3 separate regions of the Pan troglodytes genome follow, and regions 2 and 3 are each linked to region 1. A link is a contact called in public Hi-C and HiChIP or PLAC-seq data. All regions are on one chromosome and are shown on one strand. The core of a region is the stretch at or near the end of the contact, and the rest is flanking DNA. Distances in the headings are between cores, read along the strand shown.

Region 1 (2,825 bases), core at 126-2,625:
CTTGATTTCTTAATCACTGAAATGTAAGCACCAGCCCTCACAAATCATCGCCACAGAGATTCCTCTTGGCATCCACAGAGGGTGCTGGGACTGCAATTCACTCAAGAACCCTTTACTCACCAACATCACACTCGACATTAAAAACTCACCGTCTCCGAAGAAAAAATGTCACCTTCTCCACAAGGACACCTGCCTGTTCAACACCTCTACAAGAAACGAGGAGGGCCAAGCATGAGAGGCTAACAGATCCTCCAGCTTAAAGTTTTCCTCCCCATGAAACTCTCCGGACACAACACCGTGGCCTGTCCTTGTCACACACACACAGGCTGTATTGTCAACCCCTCCGTCTCCCTCTAACGTCGTCAGACTGGGCAGTGTCTACCCATGGGGGTAACTGCTTTTGAATAAAATAAAAAAGCAGCCACCACAGCTGGGTAGTAAGGACTGGAGACCCTGGGTGTCCGATTTCTTCAGGTCTTTTACAAGGGACTAGAGAGCGGCCCGAATTCTGTCACTGCCCACTAACCAACCCCACCTCCCAATCGCCTCGTCAACATGTTTGCTTCCCTTCCTCGGCCCTTTCGGCTGAATCCCAGGAAGGGGACCAAACCCGGGCCGCGACAGGAACATGTCCAGTATCCACCCCATGTCTACCTCCGAAACCCCTTCTCGGGAGAAGGGGCGAGCAAGCGCGCCGGGGTCAAACCCAAGCGCCGTCGAGAGCTGCGCCGACGGAGAGGGACGCCGCGGTCGCCCCCATTTCGCGGTCCCGGCAGGCGAGATTCCGAGAGGTGAGCGGGCCGGCCAAGGTCACGGCGTCGTCGGGGCCGAGGGGCGCCCGCGCCGACTTCCGGCTCCCCCTCTCGGCGGCGGCCCGGGGCGCCCGCTCCCGACGCCGGGCAGGCGGCCGCGCAGCTCGCGCCCCCTCCGCGGATGCTCGCCCTCTCCGCGCTAACTAGGGCAACTGGAAAAGAGGCGGAGAGAAGTCGCTGCTGCAGCGATTTCCCTCGGCGGGGAGCAGCCCCCAGCTGGTGCCCGTGACAGCTGCGACCTCCGCCCCCTCCAGCCGCGCCGGGCCGCGAGGGGAACTCGGGGAAGTGGGAGGGGGATGGAGCGGGAGAAAGGAGAGCAGGGGGCGGAGGGGCGCCAGCTGCTCCCCGCCCCCTAGGGCCTCCGCGGCCGCGCGGCTCGTGACAGCTGCACCCACCGGGAGGCTCCGCACTCGCCGCCCGCCACTCACCTGCCGCCGCCACCTCTGGGCCCCGCTCACCGGCGCCGCACTCGTCCGCGACCGTGGCGGCGGCGCCGCACCGGCCTCCGCCGCTCCTCGGGCCCGGCGCCCGGCCCCCTGGGCCCAGGCGCCCGCCGCCGCCGCCGCCGCGGCTCTCCGGCCCCCTCCTCCGGAGCAGGGGTCCCCCCGCAGGGGGATGCAGAGGGAACCTGACGCAGGCTCCGCTCGAGGGAGCAGCAGCGAACAGGCGGCGGAGGCCCTCAAGGCCGCGAGGCAGCCGTCGGAGGACAGAGCTCAGCAAATCGCGTCAGACTCCCGCTCGCCCGGCCTGAAGAACAGGCATTTCAGCCGCTCTCCGCGGCCGCCATGTTCTCCTCCTCGGCCGCCGCTGCCGCTGCCGCCGCCACCGCCCCCCGCTTGCGGCACCGCCCCCTTCGCGCCCCGCCCCGCCCCGCCCGTTCCCGGCCGCCCGCCCGCCTGCCCGCCCGCCGCACTTCCCCTGCCGGCTCCGGCCGCCCGGGCCGCCGCGACCCGGTGCCTACGAGCTCCGACAGTGCGCCCGGGACAGCGCGCCCCCAGCCCGCCGGGCCTGCCGGGCCCGCCGAGCGAGGAACCGCCCCGCGCCCTCTGCCGGCTGCAGGCCCGCCCCAGCTGGCGTCCTAACGAAGTGTGGGAAAGGAGGCCCGAACTCTTCCCCGCCCGTCTCAACTCCTCCCCGCCCCTCTCCTGCCCTCCCCTCGGGGCGTTCCTCCCACTGCTGCCGGGAAGCGGCCTCGAACCCCAGGGCGCTCGCAGCTAGGCCGCCGGGCCTGCCGCCTCCCGCTGTTCTTTATCTTTCTGGGAAGGTGTAGGAGCGGCGAGAGGCCCTGCGGACGGGGCGGAGTCGGCTCCGGGCCTGTCCCTCCACTCGGGCGTTCTATTACTTTGAGCGAGACATATCCCGCGGGCCTCGTTTTTTATTCTGTAAAATTGGGAGGTGGTTGCCTAGATGATTTCACAGGCTATTAGACAAGAGAAAAGGAAGATCGTCTGCCCCCTTCGTTTTACAGATGAAAAGATCTGCCTGACACGTTCTGGCTCTGCAATTCCATGAATTATCTAAAATGTCTGTCATTCACAGATCTTTCCCCTCAAGGGGCCCACACCTTTCTTCTTATCTCCCTTTTCTTTTTTTTTTTTTTTAACTTCTCTAATAGAAGTGCTACTTCCAAAAGTAGAGTGTTCCTTGTCACCAGAGGAATCGAACAGCGGCTGAACAGCCTCTCTGAGCTGCGATGGCCTTATCTGGACCGCATCCCGCATTCCAAAGGCTGGCAATGCAATATATACCTATGTCTCTCCCTGGGTTGTCCTAAGCATGAATGAGTCACTCGCCGTGGAAGTGCCTTGTAAAGCATACATCTGTCCATTCCTTTCTTTCATTCTTACCCCATTTCGCACTCTTACCCTTCCTCAATCCTGTCCTGCTGCTGCTGTCTCCCGGCGTTTCCTGCTGTTTCGCTTCCTGTGTGTTCTCCCCTAAATCAATCTCTGTAAATCCTTAAGCCCTTCCCACCCTTCTCCCAACTGGGGAACCTGACAGCCTTGAAAACAC
Region 2 (2,825 bases), core at 103-2,602, 330 kb before region 1:
CCTAATTGTGCTTGTTTACTGTCACTGCACTCCAGCCTGGGAAACACAGCAAGACCCACTCTTAAAAAAAAAAAATAATAATAATAATGCTGGGATAATCTGACTGATGTGTGAGTCCAAAAAGCTGAGTGCACATGTCGTGCATGGAAGATAGATGCATTTCTCCAGCACATCGTCCAGTCAGTCGGACATGCTTTGAGCACGTTGTCCGCACCTTTTTAGGAGCTGTATAGCCAGACGTATGATGAGATTGGAGTCATGTTTGCCTCCCTGCCCAACTTTGCTGACTTCTACACAGAGGAGAGCATCAACAATGGTGGTATTGAGTGTCTGCGTTTCCTCAATGAAATCATCTCGGATTTTGACTCTGTGAGTGCCCATCCCACCCTGCACTCTGGCCATGAAGCCGGCCCATTCCACATCACATCCTACAATAGGCTGCAGAGGCCAGAGAAACTGGCTTCATTTTCCCAGATAAGCCCCTTCCGCAATACATGGACTTCTGCAGCCACCTGGAACTGCTGGGCTGGGGGAGGGGAGGTGAGGTGGGAGCCCGGGAAATCACCCACAGGGTCACAGGATAAGGACTGGCCAAGCAACATCTGGAGACCTCTCTGTCCTGGGACTGTCTCCTCAAATTCAGAGCCGGTCAGCATTGACTGGGTGACCTGTATACCAGGGAGAATGCTTTTACACACGCGCGGAGCCCCCCTAGGAGACTGCCGATTTTATGTCAGTGTTGAGGTTGTGGAAACAGGCCCAGAAAGTTAGGAAGTTCTCCCAGGATCATGTGGCAGATAAGCGGTAGACTAAGTAACAACTTTGATAGGAAAGTGTCTCCTGGGTTTAGTGGGGTCCTTGTAAACAGGTACATCTGTCACTGGGTTGGGTCATTCCTCTCCCTTGACTGCTGACAATTCTTTCCTGAATCCTGGCCTCAGCTCCTGGACAATCCCAAGTTCCGGGTGATCACCAAGATCAAAACCATTGGCAGCACGTATATGGCGGCTTCAGGAGTCACCCCCGATGTCAACACCAATGGCTTTGCCAGCTCCAACAAGGTAGCTAACCCCAGTAGCCAGAGAGATAAGGCTCTGCCCCCAAGGCAAGAGATTGGCAGCCCAGACCTAGCATGGGGAAAACAAGAACTGCTGTGCAAAGCGGTCCCAGACACACACCACCAGCACCACGTAAATATAAATAAGAAATAGGGTTTATTGAGAAAGTTCGGCAAGCAGAGAAACAGAACAGACACACAACCCCCTGCTGTTCACAGCTCAGGCCTAAGATGGTTGTGTTCTGTGGCCAGGCCCCCTAAGGCTCTGTGCTTTCATGGGAACTGGAGAGCAATTGTCAACAAGGGAAACTGAAAGCATGGCCTTCAGAACTCTGGCTGACGGCAGCCTGTTCTTTTGTTAAGCTAATTTAGACCTTTGTTCAGCTACCAGGAGAGAAAATTAGGTGTAGGAGCCCTGGTCCCAAGCTCTGGTCTTAAAACACCATCATCCTGCTTTACCTCTACAACCATCCCACGGCCCTATTATATGGATGAGGTTAAAGAAACACGTCCAAGGCAGGTCATCCCCCTCCAGTGCTTATCACCTAGTTGAGGGATCCAAACAAGGACAACCTGACTAACCTAAGGACCAGGGCCAGGCCCAGCCAAGGTGAAGGGGCCCGCCTCGCGGTCAGACTCACAGGTCCGTCTCCTCTGCTCAATTGCCCAGTCTTTGCCGAGACCTGCTATGTGAACTTTGTCACAGTGGCAAGTCAGAGCTAGCGTGGCTGCGACTCCTTTGTGGGAGGAAGAGTAAGGCCTTGAACATCTAGGTGTAGGGAATCCACCCCCAGAACACTGCCAGGGAAGGCAGCAGAGCAGGCTGCTGCAGTGAGCGGCCCCTGACACTTTCTCCACGGTCCCCTGGCACAGGAAGACAAGTCCGAGAGAGAGCGCTGGCAGCACCTGGCTGACCTGGCCGACTTCGCGCTGGCCATGAAGGATACGCTCACCAACATCAACAACCAGTCCTTCAATAACTTCATGCTGCGCATAGGTGAGCACCCCCAGCTGGCCTGCCCCGCAGCAGGCTCCCTTCCCATGCAGGGGCCTGGCCCACCACCAGGAGAGACATGAGGCTCAGGACAACTGAGGCAATTCGGGTGGGGAGGTTCACGCACTCACAGGGCAAGGAGACCTGAAAGACCTTTAGTCCAGACGACTCTAGATGACTAAACCAAAAACCCAGCTGATGTGATGATCAGACTATACTGTGCCTACTGTTACAATAGAAGCTTGGCCTGCCTGGCTGAGGAGTGAGTTTGTGATCCATTTCCAGAGGGGTTGCTGTGCCTGCTGAGGGCATGGCTTCCCAGACAGGCCTGCTCTTTGAAAGGAGTTAAGATCACCTGCTGCTTCTACTGAGGGGGTATCATTCCTGAGTGAGGTCCCAGGAGACTTGAAATACCAGCTGTGTTAGAAGCTGGCCACTACCATGCCGAGTAAATCTGCATATGGGGGAGGGTGGCGGCTGACACCTAACAAGCACACGGATAAACAGGAGACGTGATTTCCACCCTCCAATAGCATACAGCCAAGTTGAATGAGGACAATGATGTGTTACATTAGGAGTTTTGTGGTACAGGTCTGGAGAGGAGATGGCTTCTGAGGCCCATAACAAGGTGTGGCCTGTGGCTGTGCTGAACTTAATGCCTCTACCCTAGGCATGAACAAAGGCGGGGTTCTGGCTGGGGTCATTGGAGCCCGGAAACCACACTACGACATCTGGGGCAATACAGTCAATGTAGCCAGCAGGATGGAGTCCACG
Region 3 (2,825 bases), core at 128-2,627, 300 kb before region 1:
AAAACCAGAACTGTCCACAAATATTACTAGGCACTAAAGAAGGAAGCAACTTACTCCTGGACAGAAATTCAAACGCAAATCTCAGTTTTCAAAGGATTGACTGAGGACTAAGTAAAAGTAATAGTTTCGTAATTCTAAGCAACTCTAACAAGCATTCTTTAAACACCTTCTACATTTTAAGACACAAAGTATGTAAAGAATTAAGCCTTTCATTGAATATTTCCTATATATTAGACATGTGCTAAATGCTTCACTTGAAAAGTCTGAGTTAAATACTTTTCCACCACAAAAGAAATACTTTTTCCACAACCACAACTACAGTGCTATTTTCACCTCCATTTTCCAGATGAAGAAACAGAGGCAGAGAATAAAGTGACTTGCCTAAGGTCACAATATTTATCATGGCAGAGCCAACACTCAAAACCAGTTCTAGCCAACACTAAAGTCACTGCCCTACACTGGCCCTCCCTCAGGAGTAATGCATACATGGCCCAAAAAATCCGGGGAGAGGAAAGGGACCTCCCTGGCTAGAACCGCAGTTCAGAATATAAACACTGAGCATATGATGGATGCAACTTATCCGTTTCAAAAGGGGTGGGAGCCTAGAAACGAAGCCATTTTTCCTCCTCGAATAATCTTGGCTGCCCGTCCCTTTGTCTTCAATGTTAGTTCCTTTCACCATTCTGCTCCCAAACAGGCCAGGTCCCACGTCAGTTCCAGGAGGAAAGGGCTCTCTCAGCCTGCGGGTCATCTTTGGGCAGCAGCAGGAAGGAGGCGGCGACCCTCTGAATACCTCCTTTGGACTCGCCATCTGGACGTAAAGGGTTCGCCTGCTCCATCTCAGATTCCCAAGGGCCTTCCCATGAAGTTGTCTAGGCAACCGGTGATAGGGACTCCAATGTCCTTGCTAATAAAAGAAAAATGGCAACAGTCACATCACATCTAGTCCCATTCAAACCCAGACGGCAGGGCACACACCACTCAGGCACAACCCCTGGGCCGCGGATGACACAAATGTCACGGCTAGGATCCCCTTTCCTGAGCCGCCCGCCCTCTCCCATCGTCCGAGCCAGCAGAGTCCATGCCCACCCCCGCGCCCATCCCGCGGCCCCGGCGCGCTCCCGAGGCCCACGGCTACTCTGGTCCAGCGGGCTTCCCGGCCACGGAAGGAGTTTTAAGAAGGCCGTTCAGCCCGCCACCCTGGCCACGGTCCGGTCCGACAATGGGTCTTTCCCCTACCTTCTCCCTTCTAGCTCACCCAGGCCAGAAGCGAGAATTCCCGCCATCCACGTCTTCAAAACCAAACCAACCGGTCCCGGCGTGCTTTGCGATCCTGCCGTACAAAAGCATGGCGGCGCTCAGGGCCCCGCCCTGATCCCAAGATGCACCGGGGAGTAGGTCCGGCCTTTCGGGTGGTCAGGAAGATGGCGGCCTCTGGGGCGGAGCCGCAGGTCCTGGTACAATACTTGGTGTTACGAAAGGATCTATCACAAGCTCCGTTCTCCTGGCCGGCGGGCGCACTGGTAGCGCAGGCTTGTCACGCGGCCACCGCGGCCTTGCACACTCACCGCGACCACCCGCACACAGCCGCTTACCTCCAAGAGCTGGGGCGCATGCGCAAAGTGGTCCTCGAGGTGAGGCACTCGGGCGGAGGGGGAGGTGCTGAGACATCGAGGGCGGAAGTGGGTGTGGTCTTCGGTCCGAAGGCCTGGCTGCGGGGAGTGGGTGCGGCGGGAGTTGGGGTGATCGTTAACATTTAGACTGGAGCTGTTTCCCTGGAGGTGCGCCCTTGGGAAGGGCCTGACTGTGTGAAGAGTGGACAGCAGTCCTCCGCCCCCTGCTGGGCTCGCGGTAAAGTGGTGGCTCCTGTGTCCCCGCTGTTCCGCCTGTGCACTGGCCAACTTTTTAAAGCCATGCCCCAAAGTGCTGTCCTCCTGCAAAACCGAGCCCGAAGGGACAGTGCAAAGTGAAGTCAAACTGAGTATTTACCTGGGTAGGACGCCAAATTATTTGAAAATAAATACTAAAAACGTTAGTATAAATTGAACCTAGCTTCAGATAGACCAGGCACCAGGTGTGTAAATCGGTACACCTTTTAAAATAGCAGTCAGGTTCTGTTTGCAGATGACCAAACAAATCTCACCCTTACCCTTTGACTCTCTATCCTGCTGCTAGAGATGTAGCCTAAGAAAATAATCAGATGCACCCAAAGAGCTTTGCACAAGGATATTCATGGGAGCCCTTATGGTTTTGAAGCATATTTAGTGGTCTGGAAGAGTGCTCATAATGCGAAGCTAACTGAACTATATATACAGAATGATCCAGACTTTGAAAGGAAAAACTAAAGAAATACATCTACATATTAAGTAGTGCATGGTGAGATTTTGGTTATTTCCTAATGCTTAATCTGTATTTTTAAAATTTTCTACCTTAAGCACATATTTTATAATAAGGAAAAACGGCTTTAATAATAAACGGCTTTTTATAATAAGGAAAAACGGCTTTAAGCCAGAACTCAGGTGGAGGGGTGGAGTAATCCCTTCATGGGTAACTGGCAAAGACAGATTATCTTTCAAGAGAAAAATTGCTGCTGGATAGTGAAACATCAAGCGGTAACCTGTAGGAAAAATGCCTTGAGAATCTGTGTAGGCAGAACAGAAGCTGCTGGCTTTTCACTTAGATTTTCTTCCTAGTAAGAGGTCTCAAGAAATCAGGTTAGACTCCTCTTGTCGCAGGTGAAACTCTCTGAAGCCTACAGGGATTAAGTGACTCCCCTGAGTTTAAAAGAGGGTCTCATGATTCTTAGTTGTTAGTCATGACTCAAG

The links. A called contact is a pair of places that touch in the nucleus more often than the background predicts. HiChIP or PLAC-seq counts read pairs in DNA pulled down with a chosen protein or histone mark.
Region 2: a Hi-C map of stem cell-derived neural progenitor cells shows a contact between it and region 1, with 2.7 times the contacts expected there. The contact joins the enhancer-like site here to the promoter of NCOA1 in region 1. A contact is called at or near these places in 1 of 7 Hi-C or Micro-C datasets (stem cell-derived neural progenitor cells) and 1 of 1 datasets of contacts at active chromatin or transcription factors (stem cell-derived excitatory neurons).
Region 3: an H3K4me3 HiChIP or PLAC-seq map of stem cell-derived excitatory neurons shows a contact between it and region 1, with 7 times the contacts expected there. The contact joins the promoter of PTRHD1 here to the promoter of NCOA1 in region 1. A contact is called at or near these places in 1 of 7 Hi-C or Micro-C datasets (stem cell-derived neural progenitor cells) and 1 of 1 datasets of contacts at active chromatin or transcription factors (stem cell-derived excitatory neurons).

Annotation. Positions count from the first base shown.
Region 1 is chr12:98,379,663-98,382,487 of NHGRI_mPanTro3-v2.0_pri, forward strand. NCOA1 (nuclear receptor coactivator 1) reads right to left here and starts at 1,376. Exons shown (of 21, transcript XM_063789222.1): 1 at 1,241-1,376.
Region 2 is chr12:98,049,034-98,051,858 of NHGRI_mPanTro3-v2.0_pri, forward strand. It overlaps ADCY3 (adenylate cyclase 3), which reads left to right. Exons shown (of 22, transcript XM_016948151.3): 18 at 223-369; 19 at 942-1,061; 20 at 1,931-2,054; 21 at 2,722-2,825. CENPO (centromere protein O) reads right to left here. Exons shown (of 8, transcript XM_063790058.1): 8 at 1,196-2,825. Among named protein-coding and RNA genes, the nearest start is that of PTRHD1, 29 kb to the right of the region's middle. Within about 2 kb of position 1,353, at least 6 of the 24 cell types and tissues checked have an H3K27ac peak or open chromatin away from gene starts, as enhancers often do. A contact at or near this core is called in stem cell-derived neural progenitor cells, where this site is marked.
Region 3 is chr12:98,077,870-98,080,694 of NHGRI_mPanTro3-v2.0_pri, forward strand. It overlaps PTRHD1 (peptidyl-tRNA hydrolase domain containing 1), which reads left to right and starts at 1,378. Exons shown (of 2, transcript NM_001242625.1): 1 at 1,378-1,634. The coding sequence starts at 1,383. CENPO (centromere protein O) reads right to left here and starts at 1,606. Exons shown (of 8, transcript XM_063790058.1): 1 at 1,259-1,606; 2 at 794-907. The coding sequence starts at 839.